2 separate regions of the Hordeum vulgare genome follow, and region 1 is linked to region 2. Evidence: chromatin contacts called from public Hi-C data. All regions are on one chromosome and are shown on one strand. Each heading gives the region's core, a stretch centred on a gene start, on an enhancer-like site or on the middle of the called end of the contact. The rest is flanking DNA. Distances are from core to core; before and after follow the strand shown. Region 1 holds the start of LOC123425063. Region 2 holds the start of LOC123425058 (probable mediator of RNA polymerase II transcription subunit 26b).

Region 1 (7,337 bases), core at 2,469-4,968, 980 kb after region 2:
ACTGAAACATGCTCCGGTAACTTCTGTATAAATAACATGATCATTTATGCACCGAGGACCTCATAACTTGCGTTCAACCACCATGTTAACTTTGACTTCGAGGAAAAAACATTGAAACATAACTCCTCCAATAACTTTCATGTAAATTTATGACAATTTTATTCGTCACGGACCTAATATCTTATGTTTAAACATCAATGTATCTTTCATCCAAAGGGAAAAAGTTTTTGAAATGTTTCACCTGTAATTTCTGTGTTAAATTACCATATTGCCCCATGCTTTAACCTTCTTGTACTGTAGTTATCAGCCATATCGTGGTATAATTATCATGTTACTCATACTATATTGATCACGTTGATTATGCCAAAGTTATCAAGCCATTTTTTCATTATTTTTCTGATATGACAGATATAAGAAAGGTTCAAATAGCATTGCTTATCTATAATAGACAACAAAAGATGACTTAGTTGGTTATTAGGCTCAATAACTATTGCATAGACCTGGTTCGAATCCTCTTTCAAGCACTTTTATTTTCTTTTCATATTATACAGCAAAAAACCAGAAAAAAGCACTAGCGATTCACTACGGGTTTTTTTAAAAGGAAAAAAAATCAGTACAAAAGAGAATGGGATGATAACGATCACTTAGAAACAAATCGTGTAGATTTGTCACTAACTACGAGTTGACCGGAAATTAGCACTGTCCGTTGTGCAAAAATATAAAGATGGGATAATTTTTAATCTAGGTGTTTTCTATTTATTAGACAACATCAATATTTATCTTTGTTCTGGTTCCTCCTCATTCATGTCCAGCAAGCTAATATTGCATTAGGATGAAAATAGGAAAGTACTTTTTAGCACTCAGTGATAGAATGTACAATTTTTTTGTCGGTTCAAAGATTTGACGAGTTGCACAGGAGTAGGTCACTATCCTTGCAGGCTCTTCGTCCAGAGTTCTAACCAATGGACCTTTAGATTTTTGTTTAATTTTGCACCTAATAAATTTTTGTATTTGCTAATTCTCACCTTGATGAAATTAACAAAGTTTTATCTAAATCCTTTTCTATTTGGTTAACCAAAGAAAAAAATCTCCTCGTAAAATCCAATAGTGTAGGAGTTAATGAGACATAATTATTTCTCCTCAAGATGACATGTGGCCCCACCCATAAAATTTCGAAGACAATTTTTTATACTTTGACACTGCAAACTTTAAATCTACTTTCTTTTAGCTTATTTCTATTCTCTGAAGTTAAAAACAACACAAAACGGCATGATACGCAAAATAAAAATGCTGACAAGTTTCAAATTTGACATCTCTAGGATTTTAAATATAAAACACGACTAAAACACTAAAGAAAAAATGCCATTAAAAATATCATACATGGATTTAAAAAAAGTGCTACATAAATTTGCCATGGTACACTGAAAAATCCCGTGTTCTTTAAAGATAAAAAATGCCATGCTCCTTATGATAAAATGGCACACTCTTTAAAAATAGAAGTGACATGTTCGTTAAACAGAAAATGACATGAAATTCGCAAAATTAAAAGACATGCTTTTTATGATTTGTTTCCTGGGGACGGATGAGCCACCGAAAATAAAGTTTCGCTAGGAGGGTTGTCGCCCCTAGTGAACCCGTCCCCCACCCACCTCCACGAAAGCCTCTTTGGGATAAATAAAAACCTATTTTTTACTTTGGCACTGTTAACTTCAAATCTAACTTTCAACCTTTTTTAAGTTAAAAACAGTACAAAAAATACCATGATATGCAAAATGAAAATGCAGACAAGTTCCAAATTTGGCATCTCTAGAGTTCTAAATGTAACGCACGAGTAAAACACTAAAGAGAAACATGCCAGTAAAAATATCATACATGGCAGATTTAAAAAAAATGGTACATAAATGTGCCATGGTACACTAAATGATCCCATGCTATTCAAAAAACAAAAATGCCATGCTCTTTATGATAAAAATGGCATACTCTTTAAAAATAAAAATGGCATGCTCTTTAAACACAATGACGTACTTTGTATGATAAAAATGTCATGTTGCACCCAAAAAATGGCATACTCTTAACAAATAAAAATGACATAATCTTAACAAATAAAAATTACATGCTATTAAAAACAAAAACAAAATCCATGCACTTAAAAAAATACAAATTTCATGCTATTAAAAATAAAAATGACGTGCTCTTCACCAATGAAAAATGCCACGTCGTACAAAAATAAAAATAAAAATGCTCTTAACAATAAAAATGACATGCTATACAAAATTTATTTTCTTATGTAAATAGTAAAACTACCATGCTCTAATTAATAAAATTTCCTTGCTCTTAGTAAATAAAATGCCATGGTTTAAAAAAAAATCACCATTATTTGCAAAATAATAAAAATTCCATAGATGTGGATACCAAAAATGTAATCCTATCTACTCCCTCTATTTCACGCGCTTGCGCTTTCCGACATATAAGTTTGAACACAAATTTAATCAACGAGACCGATTGCAGTGGAAGCAATAATTATACCACTGAATTCTTATTTTTGATACATTTCAATGATATAATTTTTACTCCCGCCGTAATCGGTCTCGTTGGTTAAATTTATGGTCAAACCTAAATTTAAGGAAGCACAGGCAAACTACATTATGGAATGAATGGAGTACAATAAAACTACCGTTGTCTAATTAATTCAAATAGTAAAAAAATCATCGTCTAAAGAAGTAATATAAATGCCATGCTACCTACACTAAAACTATCAAGACATAAATAATGGTATGAATTGGTATGGAGAGTTATATAACAGTAGTACAATTGTTGAAAATTTTAAGAAGTTCCAGTGAACAAACTTCCTCTACAAAACTGCCATGTGATGGTAACAACCAATTTGTTATCACAAAACTTTCCATACTCTGTAAAAATATTTCCCATGTGAATGTTATAAATCTTATAAATTTGTCATTGTTTTTTTTGACTTGTTTAAATTTCTTACCACATGTGTCACGTGGTAATTTCTCATTACGTTTGAAATAACTTTATCTAACTTTTCCTCCCTAAATTTACCTTGTGGCTACATAAATGGCAGGGAAGATGAACACAAAAATGGCTACACATTCATACCAGTAGATGTGTTCTGCCATGCAACAGATGTATAAAATGCCATGGCAAACACAACTTAAATAAAAAACTGAACATCCTAAGTTTCCATGGCGGTGACATCTTCAATTTATGTGTGTGTGAAAGAAATATCTACTGTTGCCATCGCAACACTTTCATCTTTCCGTAGAGCAGCAAAAAAATGCGCAAGACGAGATACTCACCAACAAAATGCATCTCTTCTCGAGAGTGGTGTTTGGGCTCGCAGGTGCACTTCATGATCATCAATAATTTTGTTTGGGCCCACGGCTTGTCGACGAGGACGTACGCCGCGTCTTCGGAACTGTGGACGCCGCCATCTCACCGGAGAATCACTGCGGCGGCTGTGACTTGTGGCCTCGCACAAGTTGCCATTTCTCTCTTGTACGCTGACACGTTGGCAATTACTAGCACACATTCTCCTTTTTACCTTCTTTTTTCTTTCCTTTTTTTCTCGGTTATCTGCTTTGGGCCGTGATAGGCCCAAATCTGCATAAAGCCCAGTGCGCGGCTGAAAGGCAAAAGCCTAAAATTTATTTGGGCCTTAAATTAAGATCGCAAGCGCCGCGTAGTCGTCTCCTGTGGACTCGCCGTCTTCTCTGACCCCGAGACCAAAACGCACCGGCGTCGGAGCGGCTGCACGAGGGCGGGGCCCAACGCCGGCGAGAGGCGGCGGCAGCGGCAGCGGCAGCGTGCTCGCCACCATGGACGAGCAGGAGTTTCGGCGCATGCTCGATCTCTACCCCGTCGTTCGGTCCCGCGACTACTGCGTAATCCATCTACTCCACCTCCTGCCCTCTCCGAATCCTCTCCTGTTTCCTGAGCAAATTAGTGCGTTTGCGGCGCTGTAGTGGCGGACCTTGCCCTTGCGGGTTGTGAATCGGAGGTTAGAGGAATCGCGGCTTTGCTGGGCTGGGCGATTTGGTGCGGGTGGCTGTTGATTGGGCTAATCTTAGGTTTGTGCGTTTGGAATATGGCTCTGGATTTGGATAATCATAGGGTTTGGTTCTGGCGATCTGTTAGATGACGGGAAACTTTTGGTATCACTGAGCTGATCTTGGAAGTGGTAGTCTTGTAGCAACCCTGGAGCTTATACGATGTAAAATCTTACATCAACAAGGCGAACATCAGATCCACGAGTAATTATCAGACTGATATTTCTGAAATAATAAAGCAAATAAAAGAAGGAAAAATCCATCCATCTCCCGTTAAAGAACTTTAATTATTTTAGAATATCAAGTCCTTGGTAACAATGAGAGCATTTGTGAATGCGATAAAAACGTATATGTATCTGTGTCCTAGCTTAACAAAAATGGCAACTCTTCTCCAGCCTATTTATCTGTACTTCTGATGCTTCTGAATTTCCCAGGTTCGACCAGTTACTCCCAGTTCTAGTCCCTCAAAGCATGTGATACATGTGATCATGTCTCCTGTGTCATTTAAGTAAACATCGTAATATTAGCATCTGGCTAATATTAGTTAAGAATTGCAGTACAGTATTGTCAAAGTGTCGCATCTCATTTTAATAGCATGTTTGCCATGAATATTTGATGTTAGTCGAGTTATAGTGTTGTGGCTAAAAGCCGATTAAATGGGGGTCTGCTCATGTATATAAATAGAAAGCATATACAAATATAGACGTGCCTACATGGTGACAGCAATTGCAGTAGTTTGTAACTTGGCATGTAATCCTAAACATTCATGGTCATTGTAAAAGTAACCATAGGAAACATGGTAAGTACTTGATTTCCTGTTAGAAGACCTTGTGATTGCAAACTGATGCGAATTTTTCTTCCCCAATGTAGAAGGATGAATTGGAATCATCAAGCAAAGGCACCACACAGCAAGAGCAAGCTCAGGTATGTTTGATGTGACCAGCTGTGTGCTGCTCGATTATACTTGAAAACAATTCTGACGGGGCTATTGCTTGCAGGAGATAAAAGGAACCAAAAAGAAGGCTGCAGAAGGTATATGGATCAGCAATTTTATGTTTCTCTGATATTATTTTTACCAGAGTTACATCTCATAACTATTCCGGAACCACATCATCTGCCATTATCATTATAGCAGCCTTGCACTTTGCTCATGTGAATTCCGTGGACAGTTATTCATGACCCCATATCCCTGTCCCTAATTAGCCTTAGATCTCTAGCATGCATCCCCGAACCCTTGGGAAGTTATTCGTGACTACACATCCCTAATCTCTAATTGGTCCTAGGTCTTAAGCCTGCGCCCTGTTGCTGTTGGCTTTTGTCTTTAGTCTCAATTCTTCCTCTCATTAGTCTACCGTGGAATTTTGTTCCTTCTAGGATTAATAACTCTTCATCTATATCAATTTCTCTTATTTTCTTCTATTTTTAAATATTTTAGGACAAAACTTCTCACATGTGGCTGTTTGCAAGTTTTGACAACATTTTCACCCCATATTGCACCTGCCGTTGGGTAGTTTCATGCGGGATTCGAACTGGGTGGGATGACTGCTGCCTGCAGGAACCTCTCAATCCTATCAACTTTTCCACTTAATGGTCAACTCATCTGAGTTGTTAATGAGTTGTGTTCTCGAGTCTGTTTTCGAGTCGCTCGACTAGTCGATGAGTCGCACTTCCAAGGTCGACTCAACCTCTCGACTCAACTCTTCGGATGAGTTGAACGACTCGAGCGACTAGTCACGACTAGTCATGGTTTCTGGGTCGAACGACTCATTTTTTTGAGCCCCACCTGTCATATATTTTTTACTGTATTTCCTTGGCAGCCGCCACCACCCCTGGTTTGCTGCTCGTCCCCTCCTCCCCTGATTGCTGCTGGTGCTGCTCGTCCCCTCCTCCCCTGCTTGGTGCTGGTGCTGCTCGTCCCCTCCTCCCCTGCTTGGTGCTGGTGCTGCTCGTCCCCTCCCCTGGTTGCTGGTGCTGCTCGTCCCCACCTCCCCTGGTTTGCTACTGCTGCTGCTCGTCCCCTCCCCTGGTTGCTGCTGATGCTTGTCCCCTCCTCCCCTGGTTGCTGCTGATGCTGGTCTGCTCCTCTCCTGATTGCTGCTGCTGCTGGTCTGCTCCGAGTCGACCATGAGTCCCCCCCCCCCCCCCCCCCGAGCGACTCGTCGACTCAAAAACCCTTGTTCGCGAGCAATGTAATGTCCATTCAGGTTTTCAAACTTTAAGAATTCAACTTCATTTCCAATAAAATCGAAACTATGTTTAATTACTTCTAAAAAACTATTTTTACTTAAAGCGGCATGCAAAGATCTGTATTTTCCTAAACTACCAGCCAAACTATGTTATGGATACACAGTCCTTTATATACCGTACTAAATTAGTTGATTTTCCCCTAATTTTCAAGCTTATGACACTTCCACACGTGGTCATAGAGGTTAACCGAGATTTAGGGAAGCCAGGGCAAGGATAGCAGAGAGTGTGCTTGACCAAAATTTTGGCTAGCCAGGGTAATGTTTGGTGAGGCAACCCTGGGCTCAAACCAAACAACGAATAACAGAGGGTGTGCTTGCCAACTAACAAGAAATGGCAGAAAATAGACTCAACTATCTCTGCTAACATGACGTAACACACCAGTATATTAATTATGAATTCTGTGGCATGTTCGACAGATCTATTCCTGCGGAAATTGAAGATGGCTGCTGAGAAAAAGGTAACCTTTCTTTTGCTTTTATATCAGGAAGCTAGCAACTCAGCATAAAGTTGAAATATTTAAAAAGCATTACGTGGTATCTTGTGCCCTTTATATTTATTAACAGATTGTTTGAATACATGAAGTATATACTTACGGATGGAAACAAAGATATCATAAACATGTCACTCTCTGACTGGGAAATTGGTAGTAGATGATAATCAGGCAAAATGCTTGTGAGCTTCGTTAGCATGCTTGGCCTTTGTTGGATATATCCTAGATTACCTTTTCAATTTAGTAATAGACCTACTGCAGCTATCTAGAATATATAAAATACAGTTATCGTTTTGCTGCGGCACTGGATGGAATAAATATTAGGACAAGGGGGTGTATGGCTGATTCGGTTATTCTAGTGCTTACTTTCTTCATTGGGTCTCAGGTTGGAGCAACAAAGGCAGAACTATTCTGCAAGACATTCGAAGAAGCTCATGAGAGACTTGTATTGACTTCTCTTTTCCCGGAATTTAGTCCTTCCTAATAACGTCTCTACCATCTTTCTTCCTGGCGATCTTATGGGATTGTTCTGC
Region 2 (7,109 bases), core at 1,688-4,187:
TCGTCATCGAGCTGTACGTGTGCTGAACGAGGAGGTGTTGTCCGTTCGGCACTACATTGGGATGGATCGTGATTGGATCACGGGACGGATCGTGATGATATCGTGGGACGGACTGCGATTTGGATCGCGAAGATGTTCGACTACATCAGCCGCGTTATATACGCTTCCGCTTAGCGATCTACAAGGTTATGTGGATCCGATCTCTCCTCTCATAGATGGCATCACCATAGATAGGTCTTATGTGTGCGTAGGAATTTTTTGTTTCCCATGCAACATTACCCAACACCCTCCTCCCCCCACCCCAACCCCGTGAGAAGGAAAATTTTCCATCCCTATAGATATATTTCAAAGTTGTCCATCAATGATTTGTATACGTAGTCGGGCATCTTGCGTAGTTATAGACGAAGACCGATGTATGTTTGTGGAAAGGACACGAAACATGTTGTTAAACAAAGATGAAGTTATCATTGGAGAGGAGAAATCGGTAACATGAATATACCCACTAAAACATGTACAACACATGTCTTAAGCAACCGGACAAGCATATCTTTTCAACCCAAGCCATAGATTTATCAAATCACACGGTGGATGACAACTAGCGAGTTAGCCAATTCATTGACATGACACACCATCAAGTGGTAGTTTTGTCCATTAAACAACATGAACATATTCATTTAACTAAACAATCTTAATTTCATTGCAAAATCACGCTAATGTGAGGAAATAAAAACACACCACACACTCACAATTTTGCGTGATCTTTGAGCTCAACCGTTTTAGCCAATTTGTCTACAAGGTAAAATCAAAGAGAACATTCGCTAGTACACCATTCCGGGCTAAATCATGCTGACGGAAGACTCCTCGTGTTTCTAGCACCCGCAAAATTCCAAAGCGTCGTGTGTAAGAGGAAGGGTTTTAGTGCATGGGGTAGCTGAGGGGTCGCAGAGCCCATACAAAGCCCGCTGATTGGCTGAAAAGTAGCCACGGTGGCCATCTTTTGCCAGATCAACTTGCAAAGCTGCATTCAACATGTTACACATTGGGCAAGATTCGTATTCGAGAATATCTTCTTGTGCATGTTGAGGTGATCCATGTGCATCAACTATCCAAAGATCTTAATGTGCGCTGACACACGTGATGATCATTTGTGTTCAAGCTTGGGGTAATATCAGTTGCGATGACGGTGCCACGTAGGTACCTTCGGTGGTGAAATGTCCCTGACCTATGATTAGTCTGGCATCACCCCCTTCATGAAGACAATCTGCAACAAGAGCACACACAAAGAGTAAATTTTGTTGGCTGCAGCCATGGGCAGGCGGCTACACAAGGATCGATCGGCCACCTCATGGAAAATAGTAGCTACAAAATCATTTTGGTTAAGGCGGTGTGAATAAATGACAGTGAAAGAAGTGGCAAACGACTAGGGCAGAAGCTTATCCGTGTAGCCAAAAGTAAGTTGAGCATCCATCTTTTATCTAGCACTCTGTGATTTTGGTGTGGGTCATGAATGCTTATTTGCATGGATCTAGCTAGGTGGGAGGCATGGTGCCCACAACTAACCTGGTAAAGTGATGATGATGTATCCATTGCTTCGAGGAAGGAATCAGAGAGTGGAGGAATTTGTAGGCATCTTCTAGGGGAAGGCGGAGTTTTTGTGTTGTAAGCCTAGACGTGCAAACTTCATCTCATGCTGCAAGGCGTTTGGCCCGAGAGCAGGTATTGTCAATCGACTAGAAGAAGCAACATTATCTGTTATCAAGTTGTTCTACTATCAATTTTGACACGTTAAAAATACCCACAAAATGAGAAGGAAGGTTGTCGAGTGTGTGAGAGAGCAACATACATCTTTTAAGCAACAAACCAATCATATCCTCTCAACCCAAAAGGCATAGACTTCTCAAATCACGCGAGGGTGACAAGTAGCGAGCTAGCCATTTCATCAACATGAGACCCCAACAAATGGCAGTCCCGTGCATCAAACGATCCAAACACATTTCATTTAAGCAAACACATATATGCTTGAATTACAACATACTAGAAAAATTGGAAATAAATTGAAACGGGATACACAAAGAAAGAGAGAGAAGGGAAGCACAACAAATACTCATACAAGCCACGGTTGAATGCATTTCCCATTTCCACCTGTGTTGCGTGGCCCTAGCTGTTTCGAGAAGCCTGTGGTAGTGCCGCGCCCACCAGCTAGGGCTGAGCCTTGCCGAAACACAACGCTACGCTCACGCACACGGGCCCCCTCTCCCCCCTCCCACCTCGCGGTACGGCCACGCGCCGGGGGGGCGGGACTGGATTGCGGCGCCGCGTTCGCAATCGCATCGCATCCTCCATCCCCTGGACCTGGAGGAAATCGCTGAGCAGCCATCACCACCACAAGCGCCGCGCACTCCCTCCGCCCGCTCCGCCCCCCTCCCTCCTCCCTTTCCCCCTCCCACCCGCGCCGCAGGCCCTCGCTCGTGGGAGCGACGGGGAAGGAATCCGCAGATAGCCACAGGCAGTAGTAGACAGGACAAAGATCGGAAGTAGCCACGCACCGAGGAGGAAGGGAAGGAAAGGAAAGCAAACCCGGGGCAAAAACCATTTTTTTTCCTTCTCTTTCTCCGTCCTCACCGGTCCCGTCCCCGTCCTCGCGTGCGTGCGCCGGCCGTGCGTGAGATTGGTGGATGGTAATGCCAACACCCTGGCGAGTTCTTGCGTCTGGGCGTGGCAATCCGCAGTAGACCCTTTTTTGTTTTTGGTTTTACCTTTTTTGCGTTCGTCTATCCATCCATCCATCCTGCCCTGTAACGGAAGAACTGAATCGGAACTAAAACTTGAATTAACCAATCTCCGTCCGTCCGTCCGTCGCCGCACGGGGAGGGAGGGAGGGAGGGAGGGAAGGAAGGAGTGGGTTTTGATTGGGGGCTGGTGGGTCGGGGCCCGATCGATCGGCGGGCGGCGATGGCGCCGCCGCCCAGGGACCACTGGGTCAGCTTCTTCCAGGGAGCCGGCGAGAACATCTTCGACGCCATCGAGGCGGCCATCGACGTCGCCGCGTCCGACCAGCCCGCTGCCCTCCGCGCCAGGCGCGACGCCATAGCCGAGCGCCTCTACACGGCGCTCCTCCTCGTGACCTCCGGCGCGCCCACCGCGGCGGCGGCCGCGGCGCGTCCCGCGGCGGGGGCGCCCGCCGCCGAGCCGCAGGCGCAGGCGCAGCAGCAGCAGCAGCAGCAGCAGCAGCTCCTCCCCGAGGGCGCCGCCAGCGTCCCCAGCCTCTGCAGCTCCGACCGCGCCGAGGCCATTACCGACGACGGCGCGCCCCGCCACGACGACGACTCCGTCACCGCCGAGGCCGAGAAAATCAAGGCCGTCCTCGTCAACTACCAGGAAAAGGTCACGCTCATCCCCTTGTTCTCCACGCCGCCTGCCGCCGTCCGTGCCGCTGGTTGTTGGCTGGTAACCACCCGTGCTGAATCTGTTCTGCCATGCTGTTTCAGTCGGAGACGGCGTTGCTCGATCTGCTCCGGCGGCTGCAGCAGCTGGAGTTCACGGTGCACACCTTGAAGGTGAGGGAGGCGACATCCACAGGAGCTCCGTTGATCGATTTGCCCATGGTTATTCCTTTCTTTGTATTGGCTGGTGCTCACGCGGATTCGTCCTGATAGGTCACTGCGATTGGAAAGACTGTGACCAGCCTCCGGAAGCACAACTCCAAGCAGATTCGGCACCTTGTCCGGTTGCTCATCGGGTATGTATCTCCATGTTTTTCTTCGTCCAAAACCATTTCCTGCTTCTGTGTTCCTCTTAGCTATTTTTGCCCCATTTTTATTGTAGTAACATTCCTTGGCATGTTTCGTGTGAATCGCAGGGGTTGGAAGAGTATAGTTGACGAGTGGATGAGCAATGGAGGTAGTGGAGACGCCATTGTTGGTAAGTAGCAATCAAAAGAGTTCATCATCATATTTCTAGTTTTTTACTGAAGTAATGCTTGTCTTTTATAAGCTAGTTATGGGCTATACTTCATTGGCTCATTAATTGTTCTCTTCTGTGAACAATTCGCAGATCACACCCCTCAGTCCATGCATCCGTCCAGTCTGGAGCAGGAAGACCGAGGAATGTCATCTCCTTCCGTGGACGAGGGGGCACTCTTCGCCACGCCGAGTACTTCCATCCGGCTCTCAGAGGTAATTCAGTTTGCCTAGAAATTAACCGCTCTGCTCTCTTATGGGGTTTATAGTATGATCTAAAACAATTCCATCTGGAATTTCTCAGGACAACCAAGGCTCTAGGATGTTTGATGGAATGGATGATGCTGGAAGTGAGTGACATCTTAACCCTCTTTGATCGCTTTTGTGTTTGTTCTTTGCCAGGGACTAGTGTTTGACATGTTGATTGTTTTGTGAATTATCTACAGATACAAGGAACAGCGTACAGCGGTATCCGGGGAGCCAAGAACCAATTAGAAGGCCGCCGCAGGCAGTGGCCCAACAGTATGACCCTGACCAGAGCTGGAGGCAAGAACAATCTGCAGCAAGGCAATCACGGCCGCAAGAACTGGCCAATGGGCAAACGAGGGAGCAATTCATTGCAGCCATGCTGGCGAAGCCCTCAAGTGCAGAGTCGGGTCCTGGGAGACCTCAAGTGAGGCCTAAGCAGCAGCAGGGTGCTTCGCCCGCTCAAGGCAGACCGCAACCGGTGCCATCTGATGTGAGCATATTGCACTTTGAACATAATCTTTGTGCTTGTCTCATTTATACTAATCCTAAATTATCCGTCTGCCCTGTAGAAACCTGCAAGCAATCCTGATGCGAACTCGCTTCGAGCCAAGCTAGATCTTGCAAAGAATGCAAAGCTAGAAATGGCAACTAACTCGAAGCTAGAGATGACAAAGCGAAAGCTTCAGGAAGGGTACCAAGAATTCGACAACGGTATGTGTTTGACCATGAAACTTTGGGTTTGTTTGTTATTATTATCCGTGGCTACGTCACATAATTCCTGGCTGTAAATTATGGCTTGAACTGGTCTGATTGCCTCTTAGCTTAGATTGTAACCAAACAGTCAAGTAGGAATACTATTTTTTGCCAAAGAGAACATAACCAGTGAACTTCACTGCTTCAGCTTTATATGTGATTTGAGTAATGATGTCAATTTTACCGTCATTGCAGCAAAGAAGCAGAGGACTGTACAGATGGTGGATCCGCAAGATATACGGAAGCAGGGGAACCGAGGGTGGCAGCCGAGTGCCAAGGCGAGGAACAACAACAACAGCAGCAACACCAACAACAACCGGAATTGGTCGAAATGAGGCGCCGATTCCCTCCATCTACCGTTAGAACATACCTTTGTTTCATTTCCGCCCTTGGTCGGTCGGCGGGCGGCGTAAGAGCCCAGCCCGGTACATAACATCAGCAATAAGGCTTCCTCGTGAAACTGTGTCCCGGAGCCGCGTTGGCGCTCTCCTGTGTTTGACTCTTTTTTTTGTTTTTGCTCTTGATGATGATGATGATGATGATGGCTGGGTCAGCATTATAGTGTCCGTCAAAACCTGTAAAGATGAGACTAGTTTGTGATACTAATCGATGGTGTTTTTTTGCTTCCTCGGATGGAACGCAAACGGTTCACCAGAGTTGCCGGATGGCATGATCGTGTCCTCTGCTTGCCTTGTCGTGGTTGCAGCGGCCCTGCATTGCCTTTCAGCCTGAGACGCCTTTTGGGGGTATGCATGCCTTTTTGATGAAGCCGGAGTATCTTGTCCTCCCCACACTGCAAATACTTGGACTAGAGCTGGCAGCCCTGCAGATTTTCTTTGCTCAAATGTGAAATGTGCATGGCTAGCAGTGGTTTCATCAACTCAAATTTTTTTACTTCCAAAAAGTGCTTCCATTAGGACAGATTCACTCCATTTTTGTTTGTTTGGAATGATCAATAGTTTATTTCAAGGTTTGCCCTCATTTGGTAGGACACCCACCCACCGGCCTTTCTTGACCAGGACAGTGCGTGTCCCTTTTTCAAACGGGCAAAGGGATCATTCCATGCCTGGTCCGAAATGAGATGAGTCACCTGTACAAGTGTTGAATGGAATCGGTCAGTTTTTAATTGGGATGGATGCCCAGGCCAAAGGGGGGCAGGCTAGCTTTGTGTGAACGCCCTAAACCACGGGCGGCCGCTTTGAATTTTACACTTGGTTTCTTCTTCTTCTTCCTCTTTTCTTGAACAAACGGACGGATGATCATTCACTGCCCATGAATGGTTCGTGCACTACTCTGGCCTTGAGCCCGGAGCCCTGGCGCCACCTGCACGGATGAGAATGACACGCGAGCGGCGACGCCGGTGCCGCTGACGCGTGGGTCCTGGTGGATCGGCGGCTGCATGGCCCCTACTTCCCAGCGTGACCGCCACCCGGGCGTCGGGTGCCCCGCCACCCGGCCGTTTAAATATGGAGGGAAAGGAAAGCATTGGCCCCTCCCCAGGCGGGAGTACTAGTACGTAGTACTACGCACTTGCGGCGCGGCTCGCGGGATCCTCTGCGGGACAAGACCCTGTGGCCCCGACTGGCTAACCAACTCATGACCTGAGATTCCTTCTTCTCCTTTTTTTTAATCTATTCAGTTGGTAAAAAGGTGAAACTTTGCAGCCGTCCATGATGTACAAAAACCGCCAGTCAAATCTCCGGTGCGTGACGGCGTTCTGTTCTTGACGGTGGACATGGAGGCGCTTCTGTTCCGTCGCGTACGCCGTGCACTTTCGAAAACGTCTACTGAAGCTACTGGCGGTATTGATATTATTCTAGTTTTGGACTGTCGGGAGGAAAAGTTAATAATCTTATTAAGAAGGCACTTGCGCCGCCTAAAGACGGGTTTCCCTCTTTGAATACTAACACGAACGCTACGCAATCAAAGAAAAGATTTGCGAGTCGCCGAATTTATGTTCCGTGTATTGCAAGTTGGCGAGAAACCCATCGATCAGGTTGTACAATAAAATAGCACCGGTGTTGTCAAGCTTGAAGCAACCTCCACAATTTTCAACATAATCCACAAGTAGAAAGTATATTTTCCTATTAAGCAAGGAGCAAGGTCTATATCGTACAATAGTTCTCGGCAAAACTGCGGTCCATCCGG

What was found. Hi-C and Micro-C count contacts between places; a contact is called where the count stands out from the background.
Region 1: a contact with region 2 is called in a Hi-C map of leaf, with 5 times the contacts expected there. The contact joins the promoter of LOC123425063 here to the promoter of LOC123425058 in region 2. A contact is called at or near these places in 2 of 6 Hi-C or Micro-C datasets (leaf and seedling).

The regions. Positions count from the first base shown.
Region 1 is chr2H:68,845,649-68,852,985 of MorexV3_pseudomolecules_assembly, forward strand. It overlaps LOC123425063, which reads left to right and starts at 3,719. Exons shown (of 6, transcript XM_045108731.1): 1 at 3,719-3,902; 2 at 4,938-4,991; 3 at 5,066-5,099; 4 at 6,731-6,771; 5 at 7,190-7,249. The coding sequence starts at 3,837.
Region 2 is chr2H:67,870,292-67,877,400 of MorexV3_pseudomolecules_assembly, forward strand. It overlaps LOC123425058 (probable mediator of RNA polymerase II transcription subunit 26b), which reads left to right and starts at 2,938. Exons shown (of 9, transcript XM_045108722.1): 1 at 2,938-3,384; 2 at 3,489-3,557; 3 at 3,657-3,739; 4 at 3,860-3,921; 5 at 4,054-4,175; 6 at 4,264-4,309; 7 at 4,406-4,698; 8 at 4,778-4,919; 9 at 5,157-5,612. The coding sequence starts at 2,953. The coding sequence ends at 5,296.